2 separate regions of the Capra hircus genome follow, and region 2 is linked to region 1. A link is a contact called in public Hi-C data. All regions are on one chromosome and are shown on one strand. The core of a region is the stretch at or near the end of the contact, and the rest is flanking DNA. Distances in the headings are between cores, read along the strand shown. Region 1 overlaps BCL2 (BCL2, apoptosis regulator). Region 2 holds the start of BCL2 (BCL2, apoptosis regulator).

Region 1 (6,130 bases), core at 2,024-4,523:
CTGCGGCCCTCAACGCAGGTCTGGGAAATCAGGGCCCTGCGCACCCCCGCCCCCGTCTGGTGTCCCGATGACAGCACTCAGGCCACGCTGCGGGGCTCGGCGAGCATCCGCCCAGTTCCATCTCTAGCCTATGAATTCGCTCCGGGGCGGCAGGGAGGGCCCTGGGTTCCTCGGCTGGCAGGACCCCGGGTTCACGGGCCACGTGGCTGGCGCAGCCCAGAGGGGGCTCTCCGGGGCGGGGGCGAGTCTCCCTGCTGCCGGCCGCACAGAGTGAAGGCCACGCTCACATCCGGGCAGGTCTGGACCCTGGCAAGGGGGCCACCCGTGAGCAAGGGTTCCAGAATAAGCAGCTCCTTCTGTCCAGTTGCGTGCGGCATAAAAATAGTTTAGTGCCCTTCTTCACGTCGTGTAAAAAATACGATTTTAAATAATAATTGACAAACCTTAAAATTCAATTCTAAGTGATTGACTTTTAAAAAATGTTTATTTCCGGCGGTGCTGGGTCTCGGCCGCTGCCTGCGGGCTGCTCTCCAGCTGCGGCGCCGGCCGCTCGCTGCTGCGGCTCCTCCTGCGCAGCGCGCGCTCTAGGCCGCCCGGCTCTGTATTGAGACGCGGCAGTTGCGGTGCTCGGGCTTAGCTGCCCAGTGGCGTGTGGGATCTCCCCCAACCAGGGGTCACACCAATGTCCCCTCTATTGCAAAGCACTGGACCAGTGGGAAGCCACTGGACCATGAGGGAAGCGTGACTGCTTGGTTTTAGTATTTCTAATGTCGTGAGACCCATCACTGTTCTCTAATTCTAGAACTGTTTATCACTCTGGCAAAAAAAAAAAAAAAAAAAGGCCTGTGCCCGTAAGCAGTCACTGTCCACTCGTCTCTCCTCAGCCCCGATCCACTCCCGTCCCGTCGGATTTGTCTAATTTGGACATGCCATAGAAATGAAAGTGAGGTCGCTCGGCCGTCTCCGACTTTGCAACCACATGGACTGTGACCCACCAGGCTCCTCCGGCCACGGGATTTTCTAGGCAGGAGTTCCGGGTGGGTTGCCACTTCCTTCTCCAGGAGATCTTCCCAACCCAGGGATCGAGCCTGGGTCTCCCCCACCGCAGGCAGACTTTGCCATCTGAGCCACCAGGGAAGCCCATGGCGGCACGCGATGTGTGGCCTTCATGCCTGGCGTCTTTCATCCAGCATGCTGTTTTCAAGGTGCATCCACGTTACGGCTCGTATCAATGCTTCATCCTTTTCTGTGGCGGCATGATATTCCATGGTGTGGATGGTACCCTGCTGCTGCTGCTAAGTCGCTTCAGTCGTGTCCGACTCTGTGCGACCCTTAGACGGCAGCCCACCAGGCTCTCCCGTCCCTGGGATTCTCCAGGCAAGAACGCCGGAGTGGGCTGCCATTGCCTTCTCCGGATGGTACCTTACTGCTTGTCTATTAGCTGATAGACATTTGGGTCACTTCCACTTTGGGCTATTATAAATCACCCTGATGTGAATACGTGTGTTCACGTTTCTGTGTGAACATATATTTTCAGTTACCTTGGGTGTGCATCTAGAAGCAGAATTGGCAGGTCGTGGGGTAACCGCTCACTTCTGTGAGCAAGCCCCACTCTTTTCCACAGAGGCTGCGCTCTCTTCTTTTCCCATGAGTGATGGGTGCAGTCTCTGCTTTCTCTCCTTCCTTGTCGGCGCTGGTTATTGTCCGCTTTTGAGGCGAAAGCCATGCTGGTCGGGATGAAGTGATATCTTATTGTGGTTTCCATTTGCATTTCCCTAAATGACGGATGTAGTTCTAGACCATTTGGAGATCTTCTTCTGTGAAATATCTATTCAAATCTCTGCCCATTCTTTAATTGGGCTATCCGTCTTTTTATTGTTGAGTTGTAATAATTACACTATTTTTTGCTTGATGTGCTTTCATTCCAACAAAATTCCATCATAATGGGATGTTTCCCCCTAACAGTGAAAATAACATAAGCCCAGAGCAAGAAAGGACCAAGTGCCAGAAAATACACGGCTCTCTCGCCAAAAGAAGGTAGTGGAATGAGGAAGGTCAGGAAGAAAAATGAAGTCACTTTGTTTTAAAGCCAAAACCCTGCAAGGCAGTTTCCTGCGGCCTCTGGGCCTAAAGGGTCCTGGGGGAGCCACCCTTTGAAGGAGGACAGCAGCCGTGGTCTCCTTCCTCAAACCCCAGAGCCCGAAGGGCAAATGCCTTTGTTGTTTACTCGCTCGGTTGTGTCCGACTCCGCAACCCCGTGGACTGCAGCCCGCCAAGCTCCTCTGTCTGTGGGATTTCCCAGGCAAGAACACTGGAATGGGTTGCCATTTCCTCCTCCAGGGGAACTTCCTGACCCAGGGATGGAACCTGCATCTCCTACACTGGCAGAAGATTCTTTTTAATATTGAGGCACCTGGGAAGCCCCAAAATGCATCCACACACACTGCTTTTTTGCATGCATATATAGAACTCTCCTGCTCGCCAAAGCTGCTGTGAACGCGTGAGAATATCAAGGAGCCATTCTTATAATGCAGGCCTGTGTCTTGTTTAACTTTAAGACTCCTCAGCACCTTATAAAAAATGTCTGGTTCCCAAATGAATCAGCAAGTCAAAGATGAGATTTCAGGGTCTTCTACAGATACGGCTTTAGCCTCACGCTGGTTTATCATCTGAACCTGATGAACCAAATAGTACGACTATTTAACATTTTTTTAAAGCACATTTTGCTATAGATGCATTGCTTGGCCCATTTCCACAGACACCTTTCGAATCTCTGGACTGTTCTCACTTCCTAAGCCCACAGGTGGCCAGGTCCCCACTCCTGCAGTGTTCACACAGCTGGCGCGGCCTGGAATTCCTCACTGCACTTCTCTCCAGACTGCAGCGACTGCCCAGCCCCAGAGCAGAGAGACTAGCAGAACCTCTGAGGTCCCACCGGGCCGGCAGCCTCTGGTTCCGGCCTCCAGCACGTGGACAGGGCCCGCTGCCTTTGAGCTGGCCCCGCGGCTGAGGGGTCCCCAGAGCAATAGACGCCTTTGCAAATGAGGTTCAAAGTCTGCCCTGCTCTAGAAGGGAAGGAGCCCTTGGGGCTCTCATTTTCCTGCCCTCCCTCCGGCTCCTCCGGGCCCCTGCCTGATTTGCATCCTCAGCTCACTTCGCATCACAAAATACACCCAATCTTCCCTGGACCCGAGGTGGGCGGGCCAGTCCTGTGTGGGCTTCTCATCTCCTGCCATCGTTCTGGTTTCTGGTTACACCCGGATGACACTCGGATCAGGTTTCATTTTTATGTCCTCGGCCTGTGACGCAACGAGCCCCTCCCCCTGGGCCCAGAGTGCCTCCAAGGTGGAGCCCCCTTTACTGCCGGGCTGGGGGCCCCCGAGGACCTCGGTGAAGGGTCCCGAGGCCTCTGACGCTCACGGGCCCCCATCTGCAGGCCAGGCAGCTGTGTGTCCTTCGGTTATATGCTCCAGTCGTCAAGGTTTTTTCTGTTTCCTTTTCCCCCAAGCCCGGAATCAATACTTCAGGAGTAAAAGGGCGGGTGGTGGGGAGGGGGTGGGGGGGGAGGAAGCGCCCAGGGGACTGGACTTAGCCACCGCCCACCACGGCTCTCTACTCCAGACGGAACCTTCCAGACTCATTCAGCACAAAGTGGCTGCAGAGGAAATCCTGCCAGTCCAATGATAAGGCGGGAAGTAGAGTCACTTCCTCACCAGCTGCTGCGCTCAGGTAGACACAGCCCTGGCTCCCTCGCGTGTGCTGCGCAGGCCGCCTCGCCCAGAGGCCTGGCTGCCGCTCTCCCTTTGATCTCAGCCCTAGTGGGCGTCCGGACATCACTGCCTCCCGGCTTCAGGCAGAGCCCTCCTCTCTGCTGTGCAGGTGTCTCCCTCCCTGCCTGGCTCCCTCCTTTTTCCCAGCATTCCTGCTCGCCTGGGGCCTGGACGTCAGCTGCCTCTGGGTACTGGGGAAACCGCGGGTCCTGTTTATTGGGAACAAGGCTCGTCCCCCTTGCTTCTGCAGTGGTGCTAGTGGTGAAGCACCCACCTGCCAGAGCAGGAGACGTGGGTCCGATCCTCCGTCAGGAAGATCCCCTGGAGGAGATAATGGCAACCCACTCTGGGATCCTTGCCTGGAGAAAACCCCATGGACAGAGGAGCCTGCTGTCCATGGGATCGAAAAAGAGTCAGACGCGACTGAGCAAGTGAGTGTGCGCACACACACTCATACCTCTTAGTAGATTCCAAGACAAGGGGCCACCAGCGGTCTTGCTGTTCCCATGAAGGTCTAGGGTGGCTTTGGCGCCTCTGATCACCTGCCCCGTCCTGTACAGGGGGCACCAGCGCTGCCTCTATCGCTGTGCGCAGACTACTGCTTTGTTACCTCCGCCTCTCGGCATTCTCAGTCTTCACAAGACGGGGATCTCCCTGACAGAGGGACAGATGGTTCAGCGGGCTTGGAAAATGCCCCACAGCTTGTACCTCCCTTGGAGACTCCAGGGCGTTCAGGTGGGATGCTATTCAAAACTGCTGAATGGCACCGTGCCACCACCAATGTGGCACGAACACCGACCAGTCAGATCCAGCGCTGACCATTCTGAATGCCCTGAACTTGAGTTCTTCACTGGAGACACTAGAAGCTGCTGCAGCAAATAAAAAAAGGCGTCCGATTTTGTTCCAGTGCAGAATTTATTTGTCCTCTGTATATGCTCCTTTTGAAAAACATCACCTATTAAAATGTGTTTGGAAAGCCTGGTCTACGGTAAGGTGTACTTCAGTTCCACAAGCATATGCTGAGTGCCTGACATGTGGCAGAAACATGCTCCAGGGATCCAAGGATAAATAAAGCATGGTCCCTGCACCTCCAGGTGCTAATAGCTGAATGAGGGGGAGACAGACAGGTAAACAGATGACCTTCAGAGAATACAGTGAGCAGGGACTGGCTGAGGATTATTTAGCTCAGCCTAGGGACTTGGAGAAAGTTGCCTGCAGAACATGATTGCACCGAATACCTGCGGGAACTGGATGAACTTATCGAATGACGAGAGCTGAGCAGGAAGCTGGGTGGGGAGAGCACGAGGAGCCTGCGTGTTAACGGTCTGGATCGAAGCACGGGAGTGACAGACAGGATTCTGAACGGATCCCTGTGGCTGCAGCGGGCAGAGAAGAAGATTGAAGGGTAGGGCACTAGGCTAACGGCAGAGAAGTTAGGTGGGAAATCCTAGCACTGGTCCTGGGGAGAGAAGGTAATGAGGCTAGAGAAACAGCGAGGGGGTCAGATCAGCGGCTCATATCCTGCCCTGTGGAATTCGTCTTGCCCTTACCACCTCAGAGCTCGCAAGCTACAGGCGATGTAGCATCTGGATCTCTTTCCCCAGTGGCTTTCTCTGACCCCTTTGCCTGTGCACATGACCAGCCGGAAGTGCTGGACTATGGACGCCTCCATAGGAGCAACCCTCACCCAGCAAGTGGGAGGAGTTGGTGCATCGACGCCCCAGCTCCCCAGCCACAGGGCGGAAGGACGGAAGGTGCGTGCTCTGCACTGGCCCTCAGGTGGTCACGTGGGAGGCGATCCCGTGGAGATACAGCGATAAAGCCTCGGGTGACAGAAAGTACCGGAGGCGTCTGATGGCAGCGTTTGGCTCCCTCTTAGCGCCATCTGATTTTCTCCTTGCTTCTGCTCGGTGAAGAGCAGAAACGGCGGCAGGCCTCCATCTAGCTGAGTTTCGCACGCACGTGGAAGCACACGAGTCCATTCCCTAGGCCAGGATCTACTCAAGGGCAGGACGGCTTCCCCACTGAGGCTCTGCCATGATCACATAAGGCATCCACAGTCAGCTCAAAGACTGGAACGTGCCTGAGTTTCCCGTCTGTTTATAGCCGACCAAGGTCACTGTTCCATTTCCCTGTGAGTGCTAAGAGCCAGTGGGAGCCTGGACTGGCAGAGGCTGCTGCGCTGTTTCACTCAGTGGTATGCTGGGGACATCTTCCCTTGCCAATAAATACAGGGCACAAGTTTTAGTGACTGACCCATATTCCAGTGGGCTTCCCTGGCGGGTCAGTGGTAGAGGACCCACCTGCCAACACAGGAGGTGCGGGTTCGATCCCTGGATCAGGAGGATCCCCTGGAGAAG
Region 2 (6,130 bases), core at 2,165-4,664, 180 kb before region 1:
CATCTGTGGAGTAAAGGGGAGAAGAAGGCAGGCTTTCCTTCACTCGGAATGGCCTCTCTTTCCTTCTGTCTCCCCCTGGCAGGAGGACAGCCTGGTTCCAGCTCTGGCCTCTCGTTTCCTCGCTCGCATGCTGGGTCGCAAGCACTGAGGCTTTTGGTTCCTCCTAAGTAACTTCAGGAGTTAAGGCAAGTTCTGAGAAGACCCTCAACCAGGACGGGTGGCCTCAGCTTGGCTTTCCTCGGTTTCGGTGAGAACAGATCTCCAGGCCACCGCACCTGGCCGTCACTGCCGTGGGGCAAAGGTCCCAGCAGCTGGAAACAGGAAGGACCATCTTCCTTCACTCCTTGCCTGGAAGAGACATTTGTACCAGGTGCACATTCCTACAAGCAAGAGGTGGGCTGGCATGTTGGCTGACTGGCTCTGATAAATGAAGAAATGAAAGTAATTTGCTGTGCTTATTTTACCGAAGAATGAATGTGTTGATTCTAGTCTAAGAAGGAGACCAAGTACAGTTTGAGGTGTGCGTGTGGACAGGGCAGTAGTCAGCCTCGCATTCCTCGCCCACACAAAGGACGCTCCCGGAAGTTTCACTTGAGCCCCATCAGGTGTTCGTCACTCTGTGTGCGCGACTCTGCAACCCACCCCATGGGCTGTAGGCCGCCAGGCCCCTCCGTCCATGGAGTTCTCCAGGCGAGAATACTGGCGTGGGTGACCATTCCCTTTTCCATGGGATCTGCCTGACCCAGGGGTGGAGCCCTGGTCTCCCTGCATCGCAGGCAGACTCTACCGCCTGAGCCACCAGGGAAGCCCAGTTAACTAAGCCGCCGTGCCATTAGTAAACGTTTTCCCGGCGCTCCGTCAGACTTTTAGAAATAAAAATACGCGCATGCGATTTGTCTGCCCTCTGTGCTCTTTTTCTGGAGGCCATTTGTACTGATGAACTTAAAAAATGTTTCCGTATATAAAATGTATATGTATGAGTGTGTATAAAAATATTAAAACTGTGCACACATAGTGTATATATAGGTTGGTGTATGTATAGAGAACTCGAGAAGGTGCGGACGTCTAGAACTGAGTGCTGGACGACCGCGGAGGCCTTTAGAAACCCACCCGCCCTGACTGCGGGCTGCGGGCCTGAAATTGCCCCGTAGCCCCCGCGGCTCCTAAGCCAGGGCCGAAATGGTTGGGAGCGAGGAAAAAAGAATCTGCCTGCCATGCCGGAGAGCTGGGTTCGATCCCTGGGTCAGGGAGAGCCCCTGGAGAAGGGACAGCCCTGTTGCCCGGAGAATCCCACGGACAGGGGAGCCCGCGGGCCGCGGAGCCCTCCGCCACCACTCGCACCGGACCGCGCTCGGCCGCCCGGGCCGGCCGTCCGCGAGCCCCGGGAGCCGCGTCTAGCCTGGGCCCGGGTGCGGTCTCCGAAGCGCGCGCTCTGCGTGGACAGCCAGGAAGCGGCTGCAAGGAAGCGCGAGGCTCGCGGCTTCCCTCGCGGAGGCGCGCGCGGCGTGGCCTCTCCTCTCGGAGGCCGGCGCCGAGGCCCCTGCCCGGGGTCAGCATCGGCCGAGGGTGGACCCCGGGTGCGGACGCGCGCTCACGCCACGCGCGCGCCCGCGGCGAGGAAGGGTCCCAGCGGCTCCCGGCGCCCGTTTTCTCGGGGTTCCCCCCCCCCCGCGCCTCCGCCCCCGGCAGCCGACCCCCGCCGCGGGCGGTTCCCCGGGCGCCCCCGGCCCCTCGCGGGCCCCGGAGACCCCGAGCGCGCGCCCGGCCGCCGCAGGCCCGAGGAGGCCCCTCGCGCGCCGCCCGCGCCGCCCGCGCCCCCCACCCCGGCCGGGCGCGCGGAGCGGGCGGGGCGTCGCGGGCCCCCCGACCCCCCGGCCCCGCGGCCCCCGCCCGCAGGGCCCCCGGCGGGGCGCGCGCGGAGCGCCGGCCGCGGCGCCTTTAACCCGGCCGGGGGGGCGGCTCCGGGGAGGGCCCGTCCTTTCTTCTTTTTTTGAATGAACCGTGTGACGCACGCACAGGAAACCGGGCGGTTCGAGCGGAGAATGAAGTCAGAGGCCGGGCCCCCCGCGCCGCCCCCTTCCTCCCGCCGCCCCGCCCCGCGCCCGGTCCCCCCGCCGCCGCGAAGGTGCGGGCGCCGGGCCCCCCCCGGGCGGCGTCCTCGGCCGGAGCGCGCGGCGCGGGGGCGGGGAGAGGGTGCGCGGCCCGGAGGCGGGGTGCGCCGGTGGGGTGCAGCGGAAGAGGGGTCCGGGGGGGAGAACTTCGGAGCAGTCATCCCTTTTTAGGAAAAGAGGGGGAAAAAAAAAAATAAAGCCCTCCCCCGCCAGCGCCGCCTCCCACCCTCGCGGCACCACACACAGCGCGGGCTCCTCGCGCTCGGCACCGCGGGGCCGGCGCGGCCAGCCTGCGTCTATCGGCAGCTCTTCGGAAAATGCCTTGGCCGTTCGGAGTTTGATCCGGAGAGGATCCCCGCCCGCGTCCGCGGCTCGCCCGCCGGCTCCGGCCCGGTGTTTTCTCCCCGGGGAGGCGTGAGGCGGCCCCGCGGATACAGACCCATGTGTGTGCCCGCGCGTGTGTGCGCGCGTGAAAATTGCCGAGAAGGGGAAAAATCACAGGACTTCTGCAAATACCGACTGAGAAATGGTAATTCATCCGCCGCCACCGCTGCCTTCCGTTTGCTCGTGCTCTTGAGATCTCCGGTTGGGATTCCTACAGATTGACATTTCTGTGAAGAAGTCTAGGAATCAAACTGGAAATTCTCCTAATTTTTTGCACCCCCCTCCCCCAACTCCTGATTCATTTGGAAGTTTTCAGAGCAGCTCTAACTGGAGAGTTCTGAAGATTGATGGAATCTTTTTGCCTTTTCATTTGTTTTCACAAAAAAGGAAACTTCACAGAGGATCATGCTGTCCTTGAAAAATACCAGTAAGTTCTTTGCACAGGAAATTGGTTTAATGTAACTGTCAGTGGGAACCTTTGCGATTTTCACTTTAAGTGCATTGGAGTAAGTTTAATTTCCAGGCAGTGTAATATACTCTTTTCAGCGTGTAACTTGTAGTGTGTGTGTGCCCTGCTTTCAACCAGCGTACAGAGGGAAACGCACCTGATTTTGACTGATTAGTTTTTTTAACCTTTCAGCATCACGGAGGAGGTGGACTGATATTAACAGTAATTAATAATGTGCCTCATGAAATAAAGATCCGAAAGGGATTTAAGTAAAAATTTCCAGGATCTCATGCCAAGAGGGAAACACCAGAATCAAGTGTTCCGCGTGGTTGAAGACACCCCCTCTTCCAGGAATGCAAAGCACATCCGATGAAATAGCTGGATTGTAACTCTTCTCCCCATTTGCGGGGCCGTGGGGCGGGCAGCGGGGGGGGGCGAGAGGTGCTGTGGGGCGAGAGGTGCGCGGAAGGATGGCGCACGCGGGGGGCACAGGCTACGATAACCGCGAGATCGTGATGAAGTACATCCACTACAAGCTGTCGCAGCGCGGCTACGAGTGGGATGCCGGAGCCGCGGGCGCCGCGCCCCCCGGGGCCGCCCCCGCGCCGGGCATCCTGTCCTCCCAGCCGGGCCGCGCGCCCGCGCCCTCCAGGACCTCCCCGCCGCCGCCCCCGGCCGCCGCCGCCGGGCCTGCGCCCAGCCCGGTGCCACCTGTGGTCCACCTGACCCTGCGCCAGGCCGGCGATGACTTCTCTCGGCGCTACCGCCGCGACTTCGCCGAGATGTCCAGCCAGCTGCACCTGACGCCCTTCACCGCGAGGGGACGCTTCGCCACGGTGGTGGAGGAGCTCTTCAGGGACGGGGTGAACTGGGGGCGCATCGTGGCCTTCTTTGAGTTCGGAGGGGTCATGTGTGTGGAGAGCGTCAACCGGGAGATGTCGCCCCTGGTGGACAGCATCGCCCTGTGGATGACCGAGTACCTGAACCGGCACCTGCACGCCTGGATCCAGGACAACGGAGGCTGGGTAGGTGCTCGTCTGGGTGTGAGCCTGAGCCGGCGGTCCCAGTGGCGGGGTGTGGCTGGGCCCAGGGTCAAGGGCAGGCCAGTGGAGTGGAGCCAGGTGTGTGGTCTCCCTTTCTCTTCCCCTGCAGAGAGCTCTCCCCGCCAGCCCCACCGCGATCGCTCCTTCCCCGGAGACATTGCTTCCCTTGCGCCAGCTGCTGAGGTCCAAAGATCCAGGCTTTGCTGCTCAGTAGAATTTGGGGATAAAGAGCATCCCTTCGAGGTCCTGAAACTGGGAGTCCAGGGATCCCCCTGATCACGGTACCTGGTGGAGGAGCTTATTGAAAAGGAGCATTTCAGGGACAACTCATAAACTGGATGCCAGGCTGAGTCCTGACTATCTGTATCAGAAATAAGCTCCCCTGGGGGGGTTCTGCTTTGTCCTAAAATTTGAAAACCACTGGATTAGAAGAGCAGACTCCTCTAGAGGCCCAGGGGCCTGCCTTCTCTGGCTCACTTGGTAAAATCTACCCAAAGAGGAAAACCAGTGTAGCCCCTTTCCCTAGAAAACCTGGATGATTGTGAAAAGGTTAAGTTGACTTCCAGAGTCTGTTGACACTGACCTCCAGTTTGTGCCACGTTCATAGTGGGCATGACGTTGTGTCTTGAAGAACCCTAGGCTATGGGTGTTTGTTTCATCACTGACGGATTTCGCGTTGGCCGCCTGCCTTGTATTCTATTTCTATAACTTGTGTACGATTTAGAAGTTCACTGGAATTTTTAGTATATTTTATTTTCTACCCTAACCTACAATGCACATCGTTTGGTGGGATCCTCTGCGGGGCAAACTTGTGTCCAGAGTATCTATATAAAGATAGAAGAATTGATTCTTAGCTGTGGATTCTCATGCTGTGACTTTAGTTGAAGTGATTGATGCTTGTATTTTTGAAGAACATCTGTGAGCTGTTTTTTTTTTTTTTTCCTGGTACTATTGTGCTAGACAGAGCCTCCGTCATGTCACCATAAAGCTCTTTTTGTGAGCGTGATTCTTCGGGGGAGGAGTACAGCTCATAAGACTGAAGAAGTGTCATTGACATCTGTACTTCATATCTGAAATGATTAATTTGTGAAAAAGTGAAAGAGGAATAACTCTGGTTCAAGTTTTTTGCAGACTTTCTGTTTTAATCTGAAGAGCTGTCTTGAAAAAGGGTGCCATTCAGTGGTTCCTTTTACAGTCGCCAGGATTACTGCTCTTACTCTCTTATAGGACCTAACAGGAGCAAAACCCTTAGAAGGCACTACACGTGGGTTCGATTTCAAGAAGCACATCACATAGTTTACAAAGTGTGCGCGTACGGGGGGCTGAAAAGAGAAAAGCCAAGAAAAGCAGATGACTGAATGAGAACGCCGGGCCCGCGTGGCCAAAGCTGGCAAAGCCCTGATGCCGTGTTTAGTGTTTAAGAGTGAAAATCCGCATTCAACCCCTAAAATTTATTAATAAATGCTTTTTGTGAATTGTTTGTTTCTTTGAGATACCATGTTATCAGATCTTTAGTAATTCTGGAAGAGTTCTGTAGAAGGTGTAAGGAGTATTTTTGTTAAATGTTTGAGTAAGTAGCTGGTTTTGTTTGTAACCACTATAACCAAAGAGGTAGGGACTTCCAGACACCAAAAGGATCATTTTGAGACCAAAGTAAAAGTAACTGAACAGTTTGACTATTACATAACTTTTGTGAAAAAATATTAAAAAATTTTTCTTTCCAGTTGAAAGAAAGCCAAGGTGGTAACTGTCATGTGTCAAGTAATGCAATAAAAAGATGGGAAATGGAGACATATGTTTATGATAGAAATTAAGATGTAATCTTGATCTTTGTTGTAAAGTTGTGGTACATTAACATCTCATACAATTGAATTTTCTTTTTAAGTGAAGGCCCGCTCTTTCCTCCTTTCAAAATAGACTTTTCTTGGTAGAGCCTGTCTTTGTGGTCAACAGGTATCTGAGGTTGATAAATGTAGAGGCTACATTTTATGATGCCAAACCACAGTGACGTCCCATAGAACATGATAAACTTTTTCTTGACAAAACCTCGTATAGTAAAAATAAATCATATAGAAGCGCAAATTGCTGATGGCAAAATGTGTAGCGTTCAGGACAACATAGAGATGGATGACAAATAGGAAAAC

The links. Hi-C and Micro-C count contacts between places; a contact is called where the count stands out from the background.
Region 2: a contact with region 1 is called in a Hi-C map of blood, with 3 times the contacts expected there. The contact joins the promoter of BCL2 here to the enhancer-like site in region 1. A contact is called at or near these places in 3 of 5 Hi-C or Micro-C datasets (all in blood).

The regions. Positions count from the first base shown.
Region 1 is chr24:61,583,959-61,590,088 of ARS1.2, reverse strand. All of the region lies in intron 1 of BCL2 (BCL2, apoptosis regulator), which reads left to right. Among named protein-coding and RNA genes, the nearest start is that of BCL2, 180 kb to the left of the region's middle. Within about 2 kb of position 3,273, at least 3 of the 5 cell types and tissues checked have an H3K27ac peak or open chromatin away from gene starts, as enhancers often do.
Region 2 is chr24:61,768,156-61,774,285 of ARS1.2, reverse strand. BCL2 (BCL2, apoptosis regulator) reads left to right here and starts at 3,414. Exons shown (of 2, transcript NM_001314213.1): 1 at 3,414-3,968. The coding sequence starts at 3,414.